2 separate regions of the Ovis aries genome follow, and region 1 is linked to region 2. The links are chromatin contacts, called in public Hi-C maps. All regions are on one chromosome and are shown on one strand. The core of a region is the stretch at or near the end of the contact, and the rest is flanking DNA. Distances in the headings are between cores, read along the strand shown. Region 1 holds the start of CCDC8 (coiled-coil domain containing 8). Region 2 overlaps LOC114118010 (a long non-coding RNA gene).

Region 1 (4,674 bases), core at 1,472-3,971, 59 kb after region 2:
CCACAGGTGTCCTAGAGATTTTTAGCTTCCAGCTTCCAGAAAACAGCTTCTCTGGGAAGCCGATTTGGGGAATAAAGTTTAGGGAAGTAATAAGCTGAGAAGTGGGGCTGCCCCGCCCCACCCTCCGCCCACCTCCTTAGAGCCGACCCGAGTGGAGGAGCGCACCTCGTTGCCATGGAGACCGCTGGGCGGCTAGGCGAGAAATTGTGCAAAAGGGAGGCCCGGCGGGGGCTGAGCCCGGCGGCGACTGGGATGGAGTTTGTAAGGAGGAGGAGGAGAAAACCCAGCGAAGCCTAACGACCCGACTCTGCAAAAACAAAAACAACCGGAATGAGCCAATAACTGTGCAAAGGCCTCGCTGAGACCTTAACCGTCCCCCCATTCCCCCGCCCTCAAGCATTTTTCTTCCTTCTTTCCCTCTTTCCCTTCCCATTCTTTTCGCTCCCTTCCCACTTTCCCTAAACATCTGCGTGTTTCCTTCAAGAGTGAAATAAAATCACACGTGGTGACTTAAACAAAATTACACGTGTTTATTTTTATCTTATGTTAACGTGGTTAGTTTACAGATTTTGTTGTTGCTGGGATTTTTCTTTAACAATTCTATTTCGTTATAACGATTCTCCTTTGCAGTCTTATGGATGCAATCCTACGTACTGAAACAGTATCTTGAAAAGGGTCCATGGCACAGAACGGGTTAAGGATTCTTGGGCTAGAAGGCCCTGGAGAGGGTAGAGGTCACCCAATAGTTTGATGGGGAGGGCAGTGCAGTATGACTTCAATAAAATGATGACCTTTGAGCAGAGGGAGATTGCCAAGAGGAGGGGGAAACACAACTCTTTGGACTTGGGGAACAGCTTGTGCAAAGGCCCTGAGGTGGCAATGAGCCTGTTTGTTGAATGAACTGTGAGGAGGCACCTGTGGGCCTCCAAAGTTACCTGGGAAGCTTTGCAAATCCTGGGCCCCAAGTCCCAGGGATTCTGACCCCACAGGTCTGTGGCCACATCTGAGGACCTTCTATTTAATTTAACTAAAAAAAAAAATCTTGAAATCCTCAAAAGTGTAACTATTTATTTTGGCTGACCTGCAGGGTACGTGGAACTTCCCCAACCAAGGATTGAACTTGTGCCCCTGCCATTGGAAGCACAGAGTCTTAACCAGTGAGCCACCAGGGAAGTCCTAATTTAGCTTATTTTAATGAACATTTTCGATTGCTAAAAAAAAATCTACACCATCTAACAGAATATAGAGTGAAAAGTACATATGCCTGCCACTTCTGGGGGGTCCCCCGTCCCCCTCCCCATACACAGCCACTGTTGGCAACATTAATACGTCCCAAGCTTCCCTGATAGCTCAATTGGTAAAGAATCCGCCTGCAAGGCAGGAGACTCTGATTCAATTCCTGGGTCGGGAAGATTCTCAGAAGAAGGGGTAGGCTACCCACTCCCATATTCTTGGGCTTCCTTTGTGGCTAAGCTGGTAGAAAATCCTCCTGCAATATGGGACACCTGGGTTCAATCCCTGGTTTGGAAGATCCCCTGCATAAGGGAATGGCTACCCACTCCAGTATTCTGGCCTGGAGAATTCCAGGGACTAGAGTCAGACACGACTGAGTGACTTTCACTCACTCAGTCATACAGCCAAAGAGAACATGCTCCTGTCTATGCCATTTGGCCTATGCATGTGAACATGCCCCCCCCCCCACACACACACACACGTCAGATTATTTGAGATTCAAATCCAGGTTCCCATTCTTCTTGCTCATGTGACCTTGAGCAAGTGATTTTTTCCCCTCAGCTGTAAAATGGGAATGAGCATCGTATTACCTGTCTCATAATGCTTTGGTGAAGATTTCATGAGTTAATTTGTATTAATAGAGTGATGTCTAGTATTAATACATAGCTAGTCCTGGTGGGCTGCCGTCTATGGGGTAGCACAGTCGGACACGACTGAAGCGACTTAGCAGCAGCAGCAGCAGCAGCAGCAGTGCTCCATAAAAGGTGACTATCCTCAGTTACTTTTTTTTTCATAGCTGCCTAATATTTTACTGAAAGAACCGAGTTTCTACTGATGATCAGGTTGCTGTTGTTTGGTGGCTAAGTTGTGTCCAACTCTTTGCAACCCCATGGACTGCAGCACAGCCAGGCTTCCGTGTCCTTCACTATCTCCGGGAGTTTGCTCAGTCTCTTGTCCACTGAAGCCTGTGATCCCATCCAACCATTCATTCATTCACTCAGAAGTATTCTAGAGCACCTACTGTGTGCCAAGCTCCATCCTGGAGCTGGTACCAAGTTCTCTACCCACCTGTTTGGGTCTATAGGTAGGAAGTGCGGATACCAAAAGTCACGTGATTTTAAAATAGTAATACACCGTGCCAACGGGTTTCAGAGGGACTGCCCCATTTGCACGCCCACCTTCCGGGCTTGGCTGGAACCCGCACGTTTGGGATGGCAGGTTTGGGAACGGCCGCCTTTCCCGGGGAAAGCTGCTGACGTGGGCTTCGCTTCGGCGCGGGGCGATCGGCTAGGAAGACGGGGCCTCAGAGAGGCCCGGGGCGCGGCCACACCCCTGTGGGGGAGGGGAATGAGGGCGTCCCGAAGGGAGTGGACAGCCCCCCTGTCAGTCTTCCCGAGTCCCGGAGTGTAAGATGAGAAGGGGGAAGGTGGGCCCCATCCTGGGGGCCGGCGAGGAGGAACTTCCTGCCCGCGCGCGCGCTCCTCGGCCGGGAGGCGGGAGGCGCGGCAAGGTCAGCCTGGCCTGAGGTGGAAGCCTGCCTAGGAGTGGGAGACCCTCCTGGGGAGCTGCGCCGCGGCCTCCGAGCGCCTCGGCCATATTGAATAGCCAAGGCTGAGCCGCCTTTGTCTGCGAAGTCCTCTCTCAAGTTCCAGGCGCATCTGTGGCACAGGAAGAACCACCGGACAGCCCGTGCGCCCGCAGTTGGAGCCGGGACACCGCGTCTGCAGCTTGCAGTGGGCTGGGAGCCTCAGAACTGACCTCACCCCGGCTCACGTAAGCATCCTGGAAATTGATTCCCACTAATCCTTCGCGGGGAGCGGATCGAGACCGGACTTGTTGCAGAGGAAAGTGGGAAGTGAGACTCTCAGGGCAGCGCTGCGGGGAGAGCAACCTACCCCCCTCTCCCCGCCCAAGACTCGAGGCTACGAGCAGTTTGGGCTCATTGCCCCCAGCCCAGATTTCACCCTGGAGATCTTAAAGACGCTCGAGAAAAGCCATGTGGGGGGCTGGTTCCCCTGGGGCTTCCTCCCGTCCCCCGACTGCCTCATCCTTTGGAGCGTCCCGGACGTCTGCAAAGACGTGGATCTGGACGTCCTCGTCGAAGCTTTGAAGCCCGTGGGGACCTTTAAGAAAATCGGCAAGGTGTTCCGCCGGGAGGAGGACTCCACCGTGGGCATGCTGCAGATTGGGGAAGATGTGGACTATCTGCTCATCCCCCGCGAGGTCCGGCTGGCCGGGGGCGTCTGGAGGGTCATTTCCAAGCCGGCCACCAAGGAGGCAGAATTTCGGGAACGGCTGATCCAGTTTCTGGAAGAAGAGGGCCGCACCCTGGAGGACGTGGCCCGCATCATCGAGAAGAGCACCCCGCATCCACCCCAGCCCCCTAGAAAGTCTAAGGAGCCCCGAGTGAGGAGGAGAGTCCAGCAGATGGTGACCCCACCCCCCCGGCTGGTCGTGGGCACTTATGACAGCAGTAACGCCAGTGACAGCGAGTTCAGCGATTTCGAGACCTCCAGGAACAAGGCTGACAAGGGCCGCAAAGGCGCCGGCCGTGGCAGGAAGGTGCGCAAAATGCCCGTCAGTTACCTGGGCAGCAAGTTCCTCGGGAGCGACCTGGAGAGCGAGGATGATGAGGAACTGGTGGAGGCCTTCCTCCGGCGAGGGGAGAAGAAACCCAGCGTGCCTCCTCCCCGCCGCCGGGTGAACCTGCCCGTACCCATGTTTGACGACAGCCCAGGGCCCCAGCAGTCCAAAGCGGACAGGTGGCGGGAGTGTGTCAGCCAGGTGTCCTGGGGGAAGCTGAAGCGGAGGGTGAAGGGCTGGACACCGAAGTCCAGCCCCGGGGTGGGCGAGGCCAGGCAGGCCTCTACCGGGGTGGAGAGGGACAGTGCATCGGTGCCAGGCAGCGCCAGCCTGGGGTGTAACCTGGGAAATGCACGAGATGGGCGGGTGGCTGAGACCCCCCCAAGGCGATGGAGGCCCCAGATCAACTGGGCTTCCTTCAGACGTCGCAGGAGAGAGGAAACAGCTTCCAGAGCTCAGGGGGGAGAGGCTGCAAATGAGCAGAGGGTGGAGGCTGCAAATAATCAGAGGGGGGAGGCCACAGATAATCAGAGGGGGGAGGCTGTAGATAATCAGAGGGTGGAGGCTATAGGTAATCAGAGGGGGGAGGCTGTAGCTAATCAGAGGGGGGAGGCTATAGCTAATCAGAGGGGGGAGGCTGTAGATAATCAGAGGGTGGAGGCTATAGGTAATCAGAGGGGGGAGGCTATAGCTAATCAGAGGGGGGAGGCTATAGCTAATCAGAGGGGGGAGGCTATAGCTAATCAGAGAGCAGGGCCCATAGCTGTCCAGGAGGCAGAGGCTGTGGATAATCAGAGAGCAGATGCCCTGGCTGTCCAGGGGGCAGAGGCCATACCTGTCCAGGGGGCAGAGGCCCCG
Region 2 (5,096 bases), core at 1,359-3,858:
TCCTTTATGGAGCTCTAGACCTGCTCTGTTCAATAGGGTAACCAATGGCCACGGGGACGGGGGAGACTGAAATTAAGATGTAATTAAAATTCAGTAAAATTGAACATTCATTTCAGCCACATGACAGCGGCTCAAAGCTACACGTGACCTGTTGCTACCATACCAGGCAGGTACAGGACGATTTCATCACCACAGAAAGTTCTCTCGAACAGCACTGATGCCAGTATTCCTGCTTGCAGGGGTCCCTAGGGTCGGCTGTGGGTCTTGGCCTGCAGATAGGCTGGGAGGGTGCCCCAGGCTCAGACTTCAAGGAGGAACTGTCCCCCCTCCCCAGGCCGAATCAAACCGACGGGGGCTGACTCCCAAGGATGTGATCTGGTCCTAGACGTGCCTGAGGAAGAAACCAGGGCTCCAGGAATAGAAAAATGATCCCCTACCTTTCCCTCCATCGGGTTCCCTAAAGCCTGAGGCTCACAAGGCCCTGCCTTCCTGATTGCAAGACCCGCCCTTCACACAGGAGGCCCCGCCCCTCCTGCATGTAGACCTGCAGTGTGCGTGCGTTAGTTGCTCAGAAGTGTCCGACTCTGCAGCCACATGGACTGCAGATTGTCAGGCTCCTCTGTTCATGGAATTGTCCAGGGAAGAATACTGGAGCGGGTTGCCATCTCCTCCTCCAGGGGATCTTCCCTACCCAGGGATCGAATCTGGATCTCCTGCATTGCAGGGAGATTCGTTATCTTCTCCAGGGAAGCCCAGGCCTTCGGAGACAACTCAGCCAAGTTGACGTGACCCATGTGTCCACCAGGTGGCGCTCCAAACCCGCTGGTTAAAATCGCTCCCCGGTGGCTACAGGTGCGCCCACGGTGCCCACCAGGAGGCGCTCTGGGACTGACGGTTAAATTCAGGTGGTTAAATGGAAAGGAGTATTTTAAAAGAATGTGTATATGTGTACAACGGAGTCACTTCGTTGTACAGCAGAGATTGGCATGACATTGTAAATCAAGTAGTGTTCAAAGAAAAGATCATGCGACTGACGGAGTTTCCTGAGTGCTTACGATGTGCAGGGCACTGGTCCATCGTCTTAAGCTCCAAAGCTCTGTCTGTGTTTTGAACGTCTGTGGAAGGTGGAGTTTACTGTAGGCCAGCAGTTCTCTAACACTTTGGCCACCTGATGCAAAGAACTGACTCATTGGAAAAGACCCTGATGCTGGGAAAGATTCAAGGCAGGAGGAGAAGGGGACGACAGAGGATGAGATGGTTGGATGGCGTCACCGACTTGATGGACATGAGTTTGAGTAAGCTTCAGGATGGACAGGGAAGCCTGGCATGCTGCAGTCCATGGGGTCGCAAAGAGTCTGACGCAACTGAACTGAGTGGTTTTCCAAGTAAGGTCCTGAGACCACCTGGATCAACTTAGGAATGCATATTGTCAGGCCCACCCGGAACCTAGAAAATCACAAACTCTGAGGGAGAGGCCTAGCAATCTGTATTTTAAAAGGCTCTCCAGGTGGTTTTGATGCTCCACCCATTGGAGAACCCCTGCTGTGGATTCTCATTCTCCCCTGGAGCCTTAGGGTAGCAGTTCCCAGTCCCTGGCACACGGACACAATAGCTTCTTCAATTCTTACGTCTACACTGGGAGGAAAGCTCTATTATGATCCCCCTTTCAGATGAGTAAATGGAGGCACAGAGAGGTTGAGTAAGTAGCTCAAGGTCACACAGCTTACGAGTGGCATCACAGGGGATGAGCCAGGCTCCAAACCCCTCTTCCAAAAATCTCTCTTAATTTTATCCTCCCAGTGGCTTTCTATTCCCCTGTCACACCACCATGGGCTCTAGGATGGGGTCCCAGGAGGTCTCCACCTCCTGGAATCCAGGAGGTCTCCACAGGGCAGTATCTATTGCCTCCACATCTGTGACTCACTGTTTTTCTCCTTGGTTGTAGTGAGTGACAGCTAGGCTGGTCCAGATAAGGATTGGGTTGGAGTCAAAACTCCAGTTCTGGAGCTTCCTCCCTGAAAATCTTGGCACATTTGAAACTACAACCTGGGAGGCACTAACAGGCTGCATTTGGGGACGGAAGCCCCCTGTGATTCAAAAAAACACTGGAGGACTTCCCTGAAGACACACTGACTGAGAATCTGCCTGCCATTGCAGGAGATACAGGTTCGATTCCTGGGTTGGGAAGATCCCCTGGAGAAGGGAATGCCTTTATTTTATTTTTCGTCAATCTGATAAAGGGCCTCTGATTAAAAAAAAAAAAATGTTACATCATACACTTCATCATACTTGATTAAAGAGTTTCCTCCTAAGATTATGAACATGGCAAGGCAATGTCCCCATATCTAGTTAATATTGTATGAAAGTCCTAGCAAGCGCATGGCGTTTTAAAAGGGGAGGGTAATGGTTTGTGAGTTTGTGACTGTCTTTGTGTCTTGGCGTGTGTCTGCACATCTGTGACTGTGTGACGTGTGGGGTGTGTGTGTGTGTGTGTGTGAATGAATAGCCTGTTCATGTGACCAAGGAACAGAAGGACACTCAGTAGGCTTTGAACAGGGTTTACCAGAAAACGCCATAGCACAGGCTCCTCTCTGAGCCCAGCGTCTCTCCCTGTCTCTCTTCTCCCACACCCTCCCTCCCCCCTTGCAGAGTCCCAGAGAGCTGAGGCCCCTGATTGTGCGGCCAGCCGCGCCCCTCCCTCCAATCCCAGCACTCAAGCCTCCTCCTCATAGGCTCCAGCGATGTTCCCTGCGCTGCTTGTTGTTTAGCCGATAAACTGCGTCCGACTCTTTTTGAAACCCCATGGACTGGGGCCCACCAGCCTCCTCTGTCCATGCGTGGGATTCTCCAGGCAAGAGTACTAGAGTCGGTTGCTATTTCTTTCTCCAGGAGATCTTTCCGACCCAGGGATCCAGGGATCGAATCCACGTCTCCTGCAGTGCATTGGCAGGCGGATTCTTCACCACTGAGCCACGTCAGAAGCCCATGTTCCCTGTGGAGTAAAGGGTTAACCTAATGGGCTCCATCCCTGCATGTTCAAAAAAAAAAAAAAAAAAGAACTGGTCTCCTGGGAGGGAACCTCTAAGCCCTTGGAAAGTCCTGCCTGATAAGAGCCTCTTTGTTTACCTGGAGCCTTGGGCCAGAGAGTCTAAGCTAACAGTGTGATTTATGCCAAACAGCTGTTTTTGTTCAGGGAGGAGTGGGGTCTTAAGTCAGGCTGCTTGAATTTGCTCTCTGGAGGGGCTGGAGACTGAATAACCAGGCTTAGGTGACCAAGGCCCAGGCAAACTCTCCAGGGTCCCTCTAATTCCCCAGAAAAGTCAGAACCACATCCACATTTTTCAGAAATCCCCTAGCTCATTAAAAAATGAAGGTATGTCGGGATGTTCCCTGGTGGTCTAATGGCTAGGATATGGAGCTTTCACTGCTTTCAGATTTAACCCCTGGTGGGGGAAGGAAGATCCCACAAGACACACGGCCAGTAAAAAAGAAGAAGTGTCAAAACATTCTGAGCACACCACTAATTAGTGGTCTAATTCGACCTGTTACATTTAAGGAAGAAAGGCTAGAGTACATACTACAAATTGAGACAATCACTGCTGTGCACTAGACAATTAGTGGGTTGGGGTGGGGGGAGTGAAGATTTCTAGCGCAATGCAATCCAGGCTGGGCTGGGGCTTGGGTTTCAAGAATCAGGATGGCTTATCTGTGTGGGCAGAATATCAGAGACCCTGGGAAATGACCTTGCTGGGAGAGTGGCTGAAACAGTGGTGCAACAGCACCCTGGGGTCTTATGTGCTCAGAATGTACGGACTGGGATCCTTTTGAGTAAGCACAGCAAGAGCCATGAAGGGCTGTATATCACAGGTCTCCCCCTTTTTATTGTGAAAAAATACCTCAAATAACCTCTGTATCTCTCTGGGTGTCCACGAACAATGAGAATGTGAGGACGGCTGTGTCAGGCGATAGAGGTGTGTCCGGCTATGTCAGATTCGAGCACAGCCAAAGCTTGACTCTGTGACCTCAGGTGACCTCTCTGGGCCTCAGTTTCTTCATTTGTAAAATGAGGATAATAGTATCTGCCTTGCAGGGTGACTGGGAGACGTGTAAATGGCTTCTAATAGCTCTTGGCACACATGAAGTGTGCAGTAAGTACAAAAGTTATTAGTTAACGCAGTTATAAAGGGGAAAGGGAGTATTTATAGGCAACATGGGGTGGGGGATGGAATGAAATCACAAAGAGCACAAAAATCACCACCCACATGATCTTGTTTATCCAGTCACGTGAAGTGATGCATCTGTAGAAGGAAATTAAACAGAACTACTATCTAACAGAAAAATTCCAAGATAAGTCTCTTTTCAAGCTGTCAGAATCTGTCTGAGCCCACTTCTGAACCTTCCAAAAAAAGCCTTTTCTGCTTAAGGCAGTGTATTGGGTTGAAGAGTGTCTTTTAAACATTCAAGTCCAAGGAATTCCCAGGTGGTCTAGTGGTTAGGGCTGTGTTTTCACTGCTTAGAGCCTGGGTTCAACCGCTGCTCAGAGAACTCAGATCCCACATGCTGAGCCTTAGCAAAAAAACAAAGCAAAAAAGATGCAAATGAACTTATTTACAAAACAGAAACAGACTCATAGACACGGAAAACAAATTTATCTGGGGTCCTACTCTCGCTTAAAACCACTGACTCCAAACCCTAGATAAAGGATGGTGATTCTCAGCCTTGGATGCTCATTGGGATTCCTTGGGGAACATTTAAGAAGTCGGGATGCCCTAGTCTCACCTTCAGGGAGTTTGAAGCTGTTGTTCTGGGGTGGGGTGCAGGCATCCATGATTGTAAAAGCTCTCCGGATGACTGCCATGCGGCCAGGGTTGTGAACCATTTCTATACTTTCTCCAATCCTCCCATTTCACAGGGAAGATGCTGAAGCCAGATAAGAGGAGGAAGTTGCTAAGGTCACAGGGCAAGTTGGTGACAAGGCAGGAGCAGAACCCAGGAGTCCTGATCCCCACACAAAGCTTCCTTTCTCACATATGGCAGCGCTGGGCCCCAGTGGTGGCGGTGTTGCTTCTACAATTATTGTTATTTTTATCAGTGGC

Evidence for each region. Hi-C and Micro-C count contacts between places; a contact is called where the count stands out from the background.
Region 1: a Hi-C map of hypothalamus shows a contact between it and region 2, with 3 times the contacts expected there. The contact joins the promoter of CCDC8 here to the enhancer-like site in region 2. A contact is called at or near these places in 13 of 16 Hi-C or Micro-C datasets (blood, hypothalamus, liver and 7 more).

The regions. Positions count from the first base shown.
Region 1 is chr14:53,467,319-53,471,992 of ARS-UI_Ramb_v3.0, forward strand. It overlaps CCDC8 (coiled-coil domain containing 8), which reads left to right and starts at 2,722. Exons shown (of 1, transcript XM_027978517.3): 1 at 2,722-4,674. The coding sequence starts at 3,409. PNMA8C (PNMA family member 8C) reads left to right here. Exons shown (of 3, transcript XM_060398136.1): 3 at 1-520.
Region 2 is chr14:53,408,278-53,413,373 of ARS-UI_Ramb_v3.0, forward strand. The region is part of intron 2 of LOC114118010 (a long non-coding RNA gene); the gene reads right to left. Among named protein-coding and RNA genes, the nearest start is that of PNMA8A, 16 kb to the right of the region's middle. Within about 2 kb of position 2,609, at least 9 of the 54 cell types and tissues checked have an H3K27ac peak or open chromatin away from gene starts, as enhancers often do. A contact at or near this core is called in hypothalamus, where this site is marked.